4 separate regions of the Mus musculus genome follow, and regions 1, 2 and 4 are each linked to region 3. The links are chromatin contacts, called in public Hi-C, HiCAR-type and HiChIP or PLAC-seq maps. All regions are on one chromosome and are shown on one strand. The core of a region is the stretch at or near the end of the contact, and the rest is flanking DNA. Distances in the headings are between cores, read along the strand shown.

Region 1 (2,850 bases), core at 312-2,811, 340 kb after region 3:
CAGAGGTCCTGAGTTCAATTCCCAGCAACCACATGGTGGCTCACAACCATCTGTAAGGGATCCAGCGCCCTCTTGTCAAGAGTGCAGGTCTACATGGAAGTAGAGCACTCGAATACATTAAATAAATAAATAAATAAATAAATAAATAAATTTTTCCTTTTTTTAAAAAAACAAAATCTAGTTCAATAAACACCAAGCTTTTGTCAGTATGACTATGACTCTGCAAAGTGCTTGCATGGGTCTAAGATAAACACACAACACAGGGCATGCATAAAGGTGTTCAGTCCCGGCTGCTTCCCTCTTACCTTCTCTGTAGAAGCCTTCCCCATATAGACAGCCATATATAACATTTAACATAGTTAGTAGCATAGTCTTTTTAAGTTTCATATAGGGTCTTATGGGGGGGTCATTCGATGTTTCTTTACATACTTGGTTTATGCAATGGTTAATGTTTCATGTACCATCATTGTCAGCTTCTCTCCCCTCTTTCAGTGAGAGGCAGAGAATTTAGGTTTCCTCTCTCCACCACGCCTTTCTCCTAAACACCGGTCCTAGCCACTCACTCAGGTCCCGCATGGCTCTAGTCACCTTCCAGGCTGCTCCATCAGACCCCAGTGTAGGATGGCTGTGCCCGGGGAGCTCCCAGGATTTTGCGTTCACAAACAGTGCCACAGAAAATGCCCCTTCCTGTTTGTCCAGGTTTTATTTTTAATTTATTATCCTTTTTTCTTAGAAGTCATCCACCCGGATACAGGCTAATACTAGGGTGTCCTTGGCAGAGCTGGAGACTGACCTGCACTAGGCCCTGATCTTTTCTCCTCTGCCAAGGCTTCTCCTCCTTCTGCAGCCACTGACCCTTGTCACTCACTGTATTCTAAAGTACCACACTGTATCACTGTGACTTGTCCCTGTCCACGACAGTCCTGCCTGTCTCAGGCCTGGATTTACAGGTAGCGCCATCTGTTAGTAGCTGAGGCCACTGTGTTCAGGGGGCTTCTTGGAGGAAGGAGCTGCTACAGAGCTGAGCCTTGCTCTGGAATAAGCTGGTGTGAACAGGAGAGCACAGTAGGCCTTAGAGCCTTCCCAGCCAGCCTGGAAGCGATTCCTTCCACACTTAGGGGCTCCTTCTCATGGATTGGCTTTTCATTGACCTGGGTGGCTACCCTGGTATGTGGACTTAAAAGAGTAACACACCCCTCCCCCCAGAATGACACATCAGATGGGTGGCCTTTCTGAGGCTGTGGAAACAGGTGTCTGTCCCTCTGTACCATAGTCCTCACAAGATCTGAGGCCTATTCTCTACCCCCCTCTCCCTCCCACTGTATCCATCTGTCTGTCTCATATCTCTGCACACTTGCAATCCTCTTTTTCTCCTTGGAGCCAGAACTGGGGAATGGCTCACAGTCTGTCCCTGCCCACGTGCTTCACCCCATGGGCTGGCTCCCACCTGCTATTCCTTGAAATGGCTCCAAGGTCACCGCTGGCTGACTTGTCAGGATGCCCAGTACATGGGAGCCCCTTGTAGATGGCCTCCTGCCAGCCGGGTACAGATGGGCCTGTGTCTCTCTCTAAGCCCCTTCTCGTCATGATGCCTGGCAAAGCTAGTTCCTGGGGCCTCCTTCCACCCCCTTGCCCCATGTCCTCCTCGCAGTGACTCACCCATGCCCATAGCTTCAGTTGGCACCCCTCAAAGCTCATTCTTAATCTCTCGTCTAACGTGGGCGTCCTCCTGAGCTGTACCTGGAAGGTGTCCTGGCTCCTGCAGCTAATGGTCCAAAATCCTCACTCCAGAAGCCAGTCCTTTGCCAAGGGACCCCTCATAGTAAGTAGACACCCCAGTCATCCCTCCCAACCTCACTTCACATTCAGTGCAAATTTTGACTAGATCTTTCAACCCCCATCATCTTCCTGGTCTACACCATCTCTTGCTTGCTTGGACCACTGCAGTGGCCGCTCACCCACTTAGCAGCTTTCTGTTCTTCCTCTCGGTTGTTTGTCTCTCTAGAGGAAGTGGTGCAGTTGGGCCATGTCCCCGGCTGGTAACCTGAAATGACAGTCTCTGGAATGGCTCCAGAGTTCTCACATCTGGCCAGTGTTTACTTTACACTTTGACTTATTCCAACTGCTGACTCATTCCTTGCATCAGGTCAACTGGGCATCCTTTGGTCCTTCTGAATTGGTTCTCTCTCTGTGACCCCAGGACCTTTGTGCCTGCTCTTGCCTTAGCCTAGAAGGTTCTCTTTGGCATGCTGATCCCTTCTACTCACAGGCAGTCTCCTCCTGTTCCTTTAGCTTTTGAGGCCACACCTTCCCTTCCTGGTGTGCACCACAATTTTTCCTGATGAGTTTCTGTTGTCCTGTGGTCTGCTGTCAGCCTCACCCTCTGGCCAGTGAGCCATGTTTTAGGACATCACAAGTCCTCACAGGCAGGATACTGATTTGGAGAAAGCCATTTGACCTTGCTTAACATGGCCCTTCTCATAAAATGGGATAATGAGGTTGGTTTCATGGAACTGTAAATGACTGATGGCCGGGACCCTGCTGTCACACAGGGCTGGTGAGTCAGACAAAGCAGTGCACCTGGGGCCTCCCAGCTACACAAAGTTCTACTCATTTGGCTCTGTGCTCCAGCCCCACAACCATACCCTGGGGCACCCAGGCAGAAGTGGGAAGGTTTGGTGCTCAGGAGATATAACGGACTTGGCTGGCGTGCTGGCAGCCTCTGCCCACTCCTTACACGCAGGATTTATTGTCCCACCCTGGTAGCATGGCAGAGATGTGTGATACCGGGTACAGCTCCATAAGACCTCAGCACTTCCCTGTCCACAGAGCTGACAAGAAGCTGCAGGT
Region 2 (2,712 bases), core at 195-2,694, 380 kb before region 3:
TCATCCATTTTGGATGTACACCTAGGAGCAAAATTGCTGGTCAAGTCCCTAAACTTTTGGATAATTGAAGATTGATTGTTTCCTAAAGATCCATACCAGTTTACACTCTTGCGAGCCATGCCCCAGTCTCTCAGGATCCTTGCCAGCATGTGCTTTTGCCTGACTCTCTTTTCATGAAGTGTTGTGGATGAGATGGTCTCACGATGATACACTGTAGTTTAAATTCTTCCTTGAAGAAATGGGGTTGAGTTCCCTATCAGATTTGTTAGCCATTCAGAGATGTTCTTTCATGAAGTTTCCACTTAAGCCTTTAATGTTTTCTTTCCCCGTTGAAGTATTTGCTTCTCCACTCCCTTTTATGGTTCTGGGCCCAAACCCAAGACTTCATTTATGCCAAGTGAGTGCTTTACCACTCAACTGTGTCCTCAGCTTTTCTACAATCTTCTTATTGATTCTAAAGACCTCTTTACATATTGTAGACATCAGCCCTTTATTTGGATGTGTTTTGTAAATATTCTACACGCCCCCAAGTTGTACATGTATGCATGCCTTCTTCCTTCTCTCCTTCCTTCCATTCTTCTGTCCTTCTTTTCTTCCTTTCTCCCTCCCTCCCTCCCTTTCTCCTTTCCTCCCTCATTCCTTCCCTCCCTTCCTCCTTCCTTTCCTTCTTTCTTGGTCTATATGGTATAGTGGCCCATGCACGCCATATGGAGGCCAGAGGTCAATGTTAGGTGTCTTTCCCTGTAGCTCCTTACTTTGATTTTTGAGATGGCTTCTCTCACTTACCTGTAGTTCACTTTTTCAGATGGACAGACTTCCCAGTAAGCCCAGGGGCTCCATCTGGTTCTGACTCTGACATCTGAGGCCGTGCTACATACACAACCACCAGCCCTGGCTTTTTCTGTGGGAACTGAGGAACTAAACTAAGATCCTCACACAGAGAGCAGGCACTTTATCACCAAGCCTTCTCCCCAGCCTCAGCTTTTAATCTATTAATAAATCTTTAAACATGAGTTTCTAATTTTACTATGGTCACCTCTGTTTGCTTTTCTTTCTTTTCTCCTTTTCTCTCCTTTCCTCCCCTTCCTCACTGTTGCTGTTGCTTTGGTCATTGCCCTCTTTATCTTTCCTTCACAGTTTCTTAGAGGGAAGTCAGAAGTCGCCCACACAATCTTCACAGACACCAGCTTTACCATAACATTTGAATACAGTGGCAACTTCCTGTCCCGAAGCCTCGCCTTTTCTGGTACTTCTGCCCGAGCAACTGTAGGTAATAATCAAAGGACTACCCAGTGCCTCGTTTCCCATGGTCAATGAGTTCATCTCCACGTGCATGGTCAAAGAGGAGAAGAGCGAGCCCAGCCGCAGAGATCCAGCTCTGTGGTCTGTTCCCTGAGTCAGTCAGTATGTGTCTGCTCAGGAAAAACAGTCAGTGCCCGATTGCCTCACATGGGAACTGGCTACAGAGAGAGTGCGGAGGCCGGATGATGAAAGAGTTGCTGAGAGGAGAGGGCTGGAGAAGCAAAGGAAGAAGGCTGTGTGTGTGTGTGTGTGTGTGTGTGTGTGTGTGTGTGTGTGTGTGCTTCTGCTGCTAGGGTAGGAAGAGCACATACCCATGTCTTGGGTAATTGGTGCTACTGCGACAGACTATCTCAGACCCCACCCAGCTTAACTTAACTTATAAACAGCAGGGATTTAACCTGCACACTGCTGGGGCCTGGGGCACTGGTGAGCGATGATTCTACTGTAGGCTTCCTGTTTTGTAGTTGGTGCTTGTCTCAGAGTCTTCGGATGGTGGAAGGGCTGAGGGATCTACCCCCTCCCTTTTATTGTTCTCAGTGTGAATGTGTGCGTGCGTGTTTGTGTCTGTGCCTGTGTGCACGTGGGCACATACGGCACATGGCAGGACATGCCTGGGAAGGTCAGAGGAAAATCACAAATGTGGGTTTTCACTTTGTAGCTTATTTGAGAAAAATTCTTCTCTCCCTGTCTCTATAAAGAATATCTTTCGCTGGGCAGTGGTGGCGCATGACTTTAATCCCAGCACTTGAGAGGCAGAGGCAGGTAGATTTCTGAGTTCGAGGCCAGCCTGGTCTACAGAGTGAGTTCCAGGACAGCCAGGGCTATACAGAGAAACCCTGTCTCGAAAAACCAAAAAAAAAAAAAAAAAAAAAGCAAAAAACCAAAAACCAAAAAACTTTCATCCTTTGAAAATCTGTACATATAAACAATGTGTCTTGATCAGACCCACTCCCAGGTCTTCTTCCCTTCTCTCCCACTTCTACAAGGTACCTCCCAGCATTCCCTTCCTACAGAATGTGCTCTCTTTCTCACTCACTTTTTATACACACACACACACACACTTGCTCACACACACACACACACGATGCACAGTCATATGCACAGACACAGATACACACAGAAACACACACACAGATACACATAGGCACAGATATACATGGACATACACAGACATACACACAGAGATACATACACACAGAGAGAGACACACACAGGCACACATGTACACAGGCACACAGATACATATATACACAGACACATACACACATAGAGATACACACACACACACACAGGCACATACACAAAGATACACACACACACACACACACACACAGAGTTGACTGATCTTGTGCAGATAGCTATCATGGCAGAGAGCTCATAGGTGCAGTGCCATGCTGTGTAGAGATGACA
Region 3 (2,700 bases), core at 44-2,543:
TAAATAAATGAAATGATAGAACTGCCTTTTCGTGGGGCCGTAAACGTAATGGAAACAGGGAAATGACTTCAGGGGAGAGAAGAGTACAGGAGGGGGTAAGGAGCTCTATTTTGGACACAATGAGTCTGTGATACTGTTGCTAAGATTTTCATTATAAGTCAGAGTCATACGCAAACTTTATATGCCCCAGTACAGGGGAATGCCAGGGCCAAAAAATGGGGAATGGGTGGGTAGGGAAGTAGTGGGGAGGGTATGGGGGACTTTTGGGATAGCATTCTAAATGTAACTGAGGAAAATACGTAATAATAAAAAATATTTAAAAAATAATAAGTCAGAGTCATAATTTTACAGAACTTAATCAAAGTGCTGGGAAGAAAGAAGTCTCTCCTATTTTTTTTAAATTTATTTTTCTTTCCTACAAAGCATCCCAATTGCAGCCTCTTCTCCCTCCTCACCTCCTCCAGATCCACAGTACTCCTCCGTTTCTCTTCAGAAAAAGTAGGCTTCCAGAGATATCAACCAAACACAACCCCTCATTTCAAGGCAATCCGGCAGGGGTACAAGAGCTCCAAGAGCCTACTGCCACTGCTACAAGTTCCACAAAAATCCCAAGCTTAACAATCACAATATATATGCAGAGGACCCAGCGCTAACCAGCGCAGGCTCCTTGATAGCCAGTAAAGTCTCTGTGGGCCCCTCCCTGAGCCCTGGTTAGTGGATTCTGTGGGCCATGTTCTTGTGGTGTCCTGGGACCCCTATGGCTCCTACAGTCACCCCTCCTCCCTCTTCTGCGGGCTTCTCCGAGCTTCGTCTACTGTCTGGCTGTGGGTCTCCACCACAAGTCATGAAAATGCATTGACAAGCAACAAGTACGTACTTTCAGTGTGTATTTTGGGGACAAATTCAGAAAGCATATTCCGCCCTCAATGAGCCTCTCTGGACGCGAATAACTGGGCTTAGTGCAATAGCCCACAACTAGGAAATCTGCACCGAGCCGCTTTTACTTTTAGCATTTTGACAGGCCAACGGAGCAAAAACTGTCTGAAGTTGGGGCTAAGCGACCTGTACTTTCCCTTCCTGGCTTTCAGAAGTTGCCATATGCTGGCCCGCCCAGCACCGGTGAGATGCGCGCTGCTCTCTCCCAGACCTGGATCTGTACTTACGTGAGGAAACACTCCGGTCGGTTGGTGGCTTTCCTGATTTCCCTCAGACACCGTTCCAGAGTCTGTCGACGAAACACGCGAGGCGCCATAGCTACACACTACGGCACCACGCGAGTGCTGCGAGCCGGCCGGCCGGCCGGAAGCAGTACGCCAAACACACGCCTTATGCAACCTGAAGCTCAGAGCCTAAAGTTCCGCCACACACAGGTTCCGGCCTATAGCCGCAAACACTTCTATTGGGCATGCGTAGGGGTGGGGCAGACCACCGAAAAGAGCCATTGGTCATCTCAAGCGCCTTGGCACTTTCTCCAAATGTTTTGTATTTCTAAGACCACAGTGGTGTCGCGTGATTGCTTTCTGCTTTTGCATTCGATACAATAAGTATTTTAATGTAACGAAAAAGAAGGTCGCTTCACGCCGCACCCGCCACTCCCCCGCTCGTCCCGCCGTCAGTCAAGCTCCGCGTCTCGTGACCCCGCCCCAGGTCTCACGCCCCGCCCCTTGCTCGCCCAGCTCTCTTCAGCGGTCTAGCTCCCTGAAGGGTATTGGGCACCCCGGACTCGCGCCCCGTCCCTGCCCCGTTTCCACGCCCACTTCAGCTTTGACACGCCCCGGGCCTCAGTCCCCGCCCCCTGCCCACTCTCCCAGTTGTCTCTGCCCTAGGTCGCTGTGCAAGCCTGTAGCTTCTGGACATGAGGCGTGTAGTGAAGGCCGCCGCGTTGGCTGCGGGCGCTACAGGTGAATACGGGGCACCATCAGGGGCTCCGGGTGCGGGGCACGCTGGACGGGAGGCCGCGGGTGGCCAAGGCCTGGGTCTGAAGTGTTGGGCTCCCGGAGCTGCACTCTCTTAGCACGGGAGTTCCTTATTGTCCTCTGTGCACAGGGGTTGCCCTTGGCAAACGTGGACCAAACAGGTAATCTGCCTAGGAACACAGCAAGTCAGGACTTGCAGTAAATCTAGAGGGGACTTGAGTTATTTATTATATGTGTGCTCTAAGAGATAGGAGAAAAGAGCAAAGTGGCGAGTCCTGAAAGTGACTCCAAGCCTGTTTTACACACGTACCACACTAAATGTTTTCATCTGACATGAGCAGGAAAGGAACAAGCGGAAGGATTTGTAAGTTCCTTGAATTCTTTCGACCTCCATCTCTTTTATCGATAAGCAGAATCTTGGTGACAGATGCCCAACTTTCCCGCCTGTCTCACTTTCTCTTCCATTTTCTTCTTTCTTCATGATGGCAGTTACTACCCTCAGTCTGAGATTGTCTACCTGGAAGAAAATATACGGCAGTATGGTTCCAGAGTTACTCTGCTACAATTGTGACAAATCCATTAGCTAGCATGCTTAAAGGGTGTTAGGCGAATGAACTGGAAGGCCTGGAGAGTTCTGTCTGCTCACCTGTGGAAACTAGTCATCTTTCCAAGTCTGCTCTTAGGTTGAATTTGGTTTTTGTGGAACCCTCTAGCCTTTCCAGTCAATCACAAAATTCCTCGTCTGCATTAACAAACAAGTCTCCAAGGCAAAGTCATGGGCCAC
Region 4 (2,700 bases), core at 6-2,505, 450 kb after region 3:
CTGAGGGACCCAGGGAGACAGACGCAATATAGGGCTGTGTCAGTTATAGAGCCTGGATGTCAGTTTCATGCGGTCTAAAAATGAGCCATGACTCCACACAATGAGGGGTCTCCCTCTCCTCCTCCACCTCCACCTCTCTCATAAACATTCCAACAAGCATTAAAGCCTCGTTCAAGGGAGTAGAGAGACAGTTCTACTGTCTTGATGCTCTTCCTGGGTCCTTGGTCCGTTTCCCAGCCCCCCACATAGTGACTTACAACCATCAGCAAGCAACTCCAGATCCATGGGAATCTGACACCCTCTTCTGGCCTCCTCCAGCACCAAGCAGGCATGTGGTGCACAGACATGCATACAAACACAACACCCACACATAAAATAAAATTAGAAAGTAAATTATAAAAGGCCCCTGTTAAACACCCTCCTCTCCAGAAGGCCTGAATACAGCAGTGTCTGGGAGAGGTAGAGAGAAAGGCAACATCACCCTATACCTGCAGCATCTCCCAAAACCCTGAATGGGGAGCTTCTCACCCCACTACATCCCATAGATCCCGACAGGTAGACACTCTCTGGAGAGCACTCAGCTGACAGAGGACGGATGGGGATGAAGTCCCAGCGGGAGTTAAGCAAAGTCCAAAGCCACAGGCAACCAGCCAGAAACTTGGAAGACCAGATAAATCCAGGCTAACAGGTGTGAGCTGGACCACACAGGGTGATGTGGGCTCCCTGGAATGCTAACAGATTTATCCCAGTTCCTGTTGCAAAGCGGAAAGGGAGTTACCCTCTGAGTTCCTCCGTTGTCCTCCCCGGAGCAGCTGTGAGAGGGAGGCTGACAGTCACAGACACGCCTCCTAATTATGCATCTGGTGCTGGCTAGAGACAGAAGGATCTTAGTGTCCCAGCCCTAGAATCACAGAGAAGAAAACCCACCAGAGGGCGGCCTACTGAGCGCGCTGCCCGACAAGCACCGCAAAAGTACAAGGGGACCTAGGACCTGGTGAGGAAGCCAAGACCAGACTCAGCTAGGTCACAGCTGCACACGCCCGGCACCTCAGCTCCAGCGCTTCTTTCCAGCGGTGGCTACAAGGCCTTCCCTTCAATTCCGAGACCACACAAGTTTGCCCCGGGCCTTTCCCAGACACCTGTGGACCCGCGATTCACAGGCCACCTGCTTAGACGCCCCTTATCTACACACATTCTGCTCCCCGCCCCTTCCCCTCCCCCACCACACTTCTCCCCACCTTCTGTCCTTCTCTCCTGGTAGCAATTTGCCTAACACTGCCCCCTGTTGGAACATGAGATTTTTCTGGGGTAGGGGAGTCAGAGCATTGTCTTTGAACCAGGAGCATGCTGGATATGGGGGCCCTCCATGGGTCAGAACGAACCAGTCCAATGAGCAGGAGATAGCCCATCTGGGCAGCATACTGAGAAACACTTACCTGGAACTGTTGCTGGGTTACTGTGTTGTTACTATATTTATTTTGTTAGGGGGTATTTCCTCTGCAAGGAAACTTTTGAGCTTGGAATCAACTTTTGAGTCATCCCTTTTGCCGTGAAATCTATTTGTTCACAACAAGGCAAATTCACTTGATGATAAAGTAAAATAGAATCATATTCTCAGGGGAGAAAACAAAGTAGGTATCATTATAACAAGGTACCAGTGGAAATCAAGCTCTAAATTTCTCATGAGGCCAAAAGAAGCCAAGACTGCTCCTGACCAGTGGTTGGTATACTAAACCATTAAAAAACAACAAAAAGCAAAACCAGAAAAACTTTAGCACTTCTAAAATCCACCATGAAACAAAGGCTAGCAAGACCTCCGGAGCACTGTGCACGTCAGTCAAGCCTCCCTTTACTTTCAGAGCCAGACCTGTCTAACTGCCCCAGCCTGAGGCTGTGTCCTTTTCTAATTTACTATTCAGAGTCATGAAGCTAAATCAGGGTTTCCCTGGTTACTGACAGGCTCTTCTGAAGGATGTGGCTATGTAATTGGTGTTGGCTTGGTTACTGGATGTATTCAGAGCTGAGAGCACTGGTAGTAAATGCTGCTATGAACCTGCAGAAGAAACTAACAGGCTCTGGATAAACTAAGGCAGTCTCAAGATTAAGGTCCTCCTCGAGATGTGCCACTGAGCGCCCCTCCTATGCTCCTGACATCCCCAGCGGCGGTCTATAAAGGAAGTGGATCATGGAAATGGTTAGCTCTGAAAAAAAAACCCACAATCGACCCATGGAACTAATTAGGCAGCTTCAGCCACCTGCTGGACTGTCGCACAGCATTGGCCATGAATATTCTGTCCAGATCACCACTCAGCAAATGTTTCCTGAGCTCTGTCATCACCCCGTGTTGGATACAGACATGAGGAGATTTGGGAGCAGCAGCTTAGAGGACAGGCGAGCAGGCAAGTGAGAATGGTGTAGCCCCAGAGCTGACAATTTTAGAAAGAGAAAGATGGGGGCCTCATGGTTCCTCCAGGCTGAGGAAAGGCAGAGGCTTAGTTGTCTGAGAGATCTGAAGTCTGGGGTTGTTGACGAGCAGCTGGAGAGCTATGCCCATGGCAGGAACCTGGTCTTCTGCCCCAGATGCCAAACTCATGCCGAATCTACTGCCCACAGGGCTATGTGGCTCCGAGTGGGTTCACACACCCCTGCCATGATGCTCTGTGTCCTCCCCATGCCCAGGAACCATGGGAAAGAGGGTAA

Evidence for each region. Hi-C and Micro-C count contacts between places; a contact is called where the count stands out from the background. HiCAR-type assays count read pairs that join an accessible place to other places. HiChIP or PLAC-seq counts read pairs in DNA pulled down with a chosen protein or histone mark.
Region 1: an H3K4me3 HiChIP or PLAC-seq map of forebrain shows a contact between it and region 3, with 10 times the contacts expected there. The contact joins the enhancer-like site here to the promoter of Mphosph10 in region 3. A contact is called at or near these places in 11 of 39 promoter capture datasets (the 3T3-L1 cell line, 3T3-L1-derived adipocytes, cranial neural crest and 7 more), 9 of 484 Hi-C or Micro-C datasets (cerebral cortex, cochlea, cortical neurons and 6 more), 17 of 115 datasets of contacts at active chromatin or transcription factors (VIP interneurons, astrocytes, craniofacial prominence and 11 more) and 1 of 9 other capture datasets (adipose tissue).
Region 2: a contact with region 3 is called in a Hi-C map of B cells, with 10 read pairs. The contact joins the enhancer-like site here to the promoter of Mphosph10 in region 3. A contact is called at or near these places in 3 of 39 promoter capture datasets (the C10 cell line and pre-B cells), 2 of 484 Hi-C or Micro-C datasets (B cells and CD4 T cells), 3 of 115 datasets of contacts at active chromatin or transcription factors (embryonic stem cells and large pre-B cells) and 1 of 9 other capture datasets (adipose tissue).
Region 4: a contact with region 3 is called in a HiCAR-type map of astrocytes, with 3 times the contacts expected there. The contact joins the enhancer-like site here to the promoter of Mphosph10 in region 3. A contact is called at or near these places in 2 of 39 promoter capture datasets (the 3T3-L1 cell line and trophoblast stem cells), 1 of 484 Hi-C or Micro-C datasets (embryonic stem cells) and 3 of 115 datasets of contacts at active chromatin or transcription factors (astrocytes, embryonic stem cells and stem cell-derived neural progenitor cells).

Annotation. Positions count from the first base shown.
Region 1 is chr7:64,726,915-64,729,764 of GRCm38.p6, forward strand. The region is part of intron 6 of Apba2 (amyloid beta (A4) precursor protein-binding, family A, member 2); the gene reads left to right. Among named protein-coding and RNA genes, the nearest start is that of Nsmce3, 140 kb to the right of the region's middle. Within about 2 kb of position 1,562, at least 29 of the 459 cell types and tissues checked have an H3K27ac peak or open chromatin away from gene starts, as enhancers often do. A contact at or near this core is called in cerebral cortex, cortical neurons, forebrain and 2 more, where this site is marked.
Region 2 is chr7:64,010,512-64,013,223 of GRCm38.p6, forward strand. It overlaps Gm32633 (predicted gene, 32633), which reads left to right. Exons shown (of 6, transcript NR_169109.1): 4 at 1,138-1,270. Among named protein-coding and RNA genes, the nearest start is that of Gm32633, 25 kb to the left of the region's middle. Within about 2 kb of position 1,445, at least 172 of the 459 cell types and tissues checked have an H3K27ac peak or open chromatin away from gene starts, as enhancers often do. A contact at or near this core is called in B cells and adipose tissue, where this site is marked.
Region 3 is chr7:64,390,943-64,393,642 of GRCm38.p6, forward strand. It overlaps Mphosph10 (M-phase phosphoprotein 10 (U3 small nucleolar ribonucleoprotein)), which reads right to left and starts at 1,294. Exons shown (of 11, transcript NM_026483.2): 1 at 1,164-1,294. The coding sequence starts at 1,252. Mcee (methylmalonyl CoA epimerase) reads left to right here and starts at 1,680. Exons shown (of 3, transcript NM_028626.2): 1 at 1,680-1,901. The coding sequence starts at 1,856.
Region 4 is chr7:64,839,191-64,841,890 of GRCm38.p6, forward strand. The region is part of intron 3 of Fam189a1 (family with sequence similarity 189, member A1); the gene reads right to left. Among named protein-coding and RNA genes, the nearest start is that of Nsmce3, 32 kb to the right of the region's middle. Within about 2 kb of position 1,256, at least 123 of the 459 cell types and tissues checked have an H3K27ac peak or open chromatin away from gene starts, as enhancers often do. A contact at or near this core is called in astrocytes, embryonic stem cells, stem cell-derived neural progenitor cells and 1 more, where this site is marked.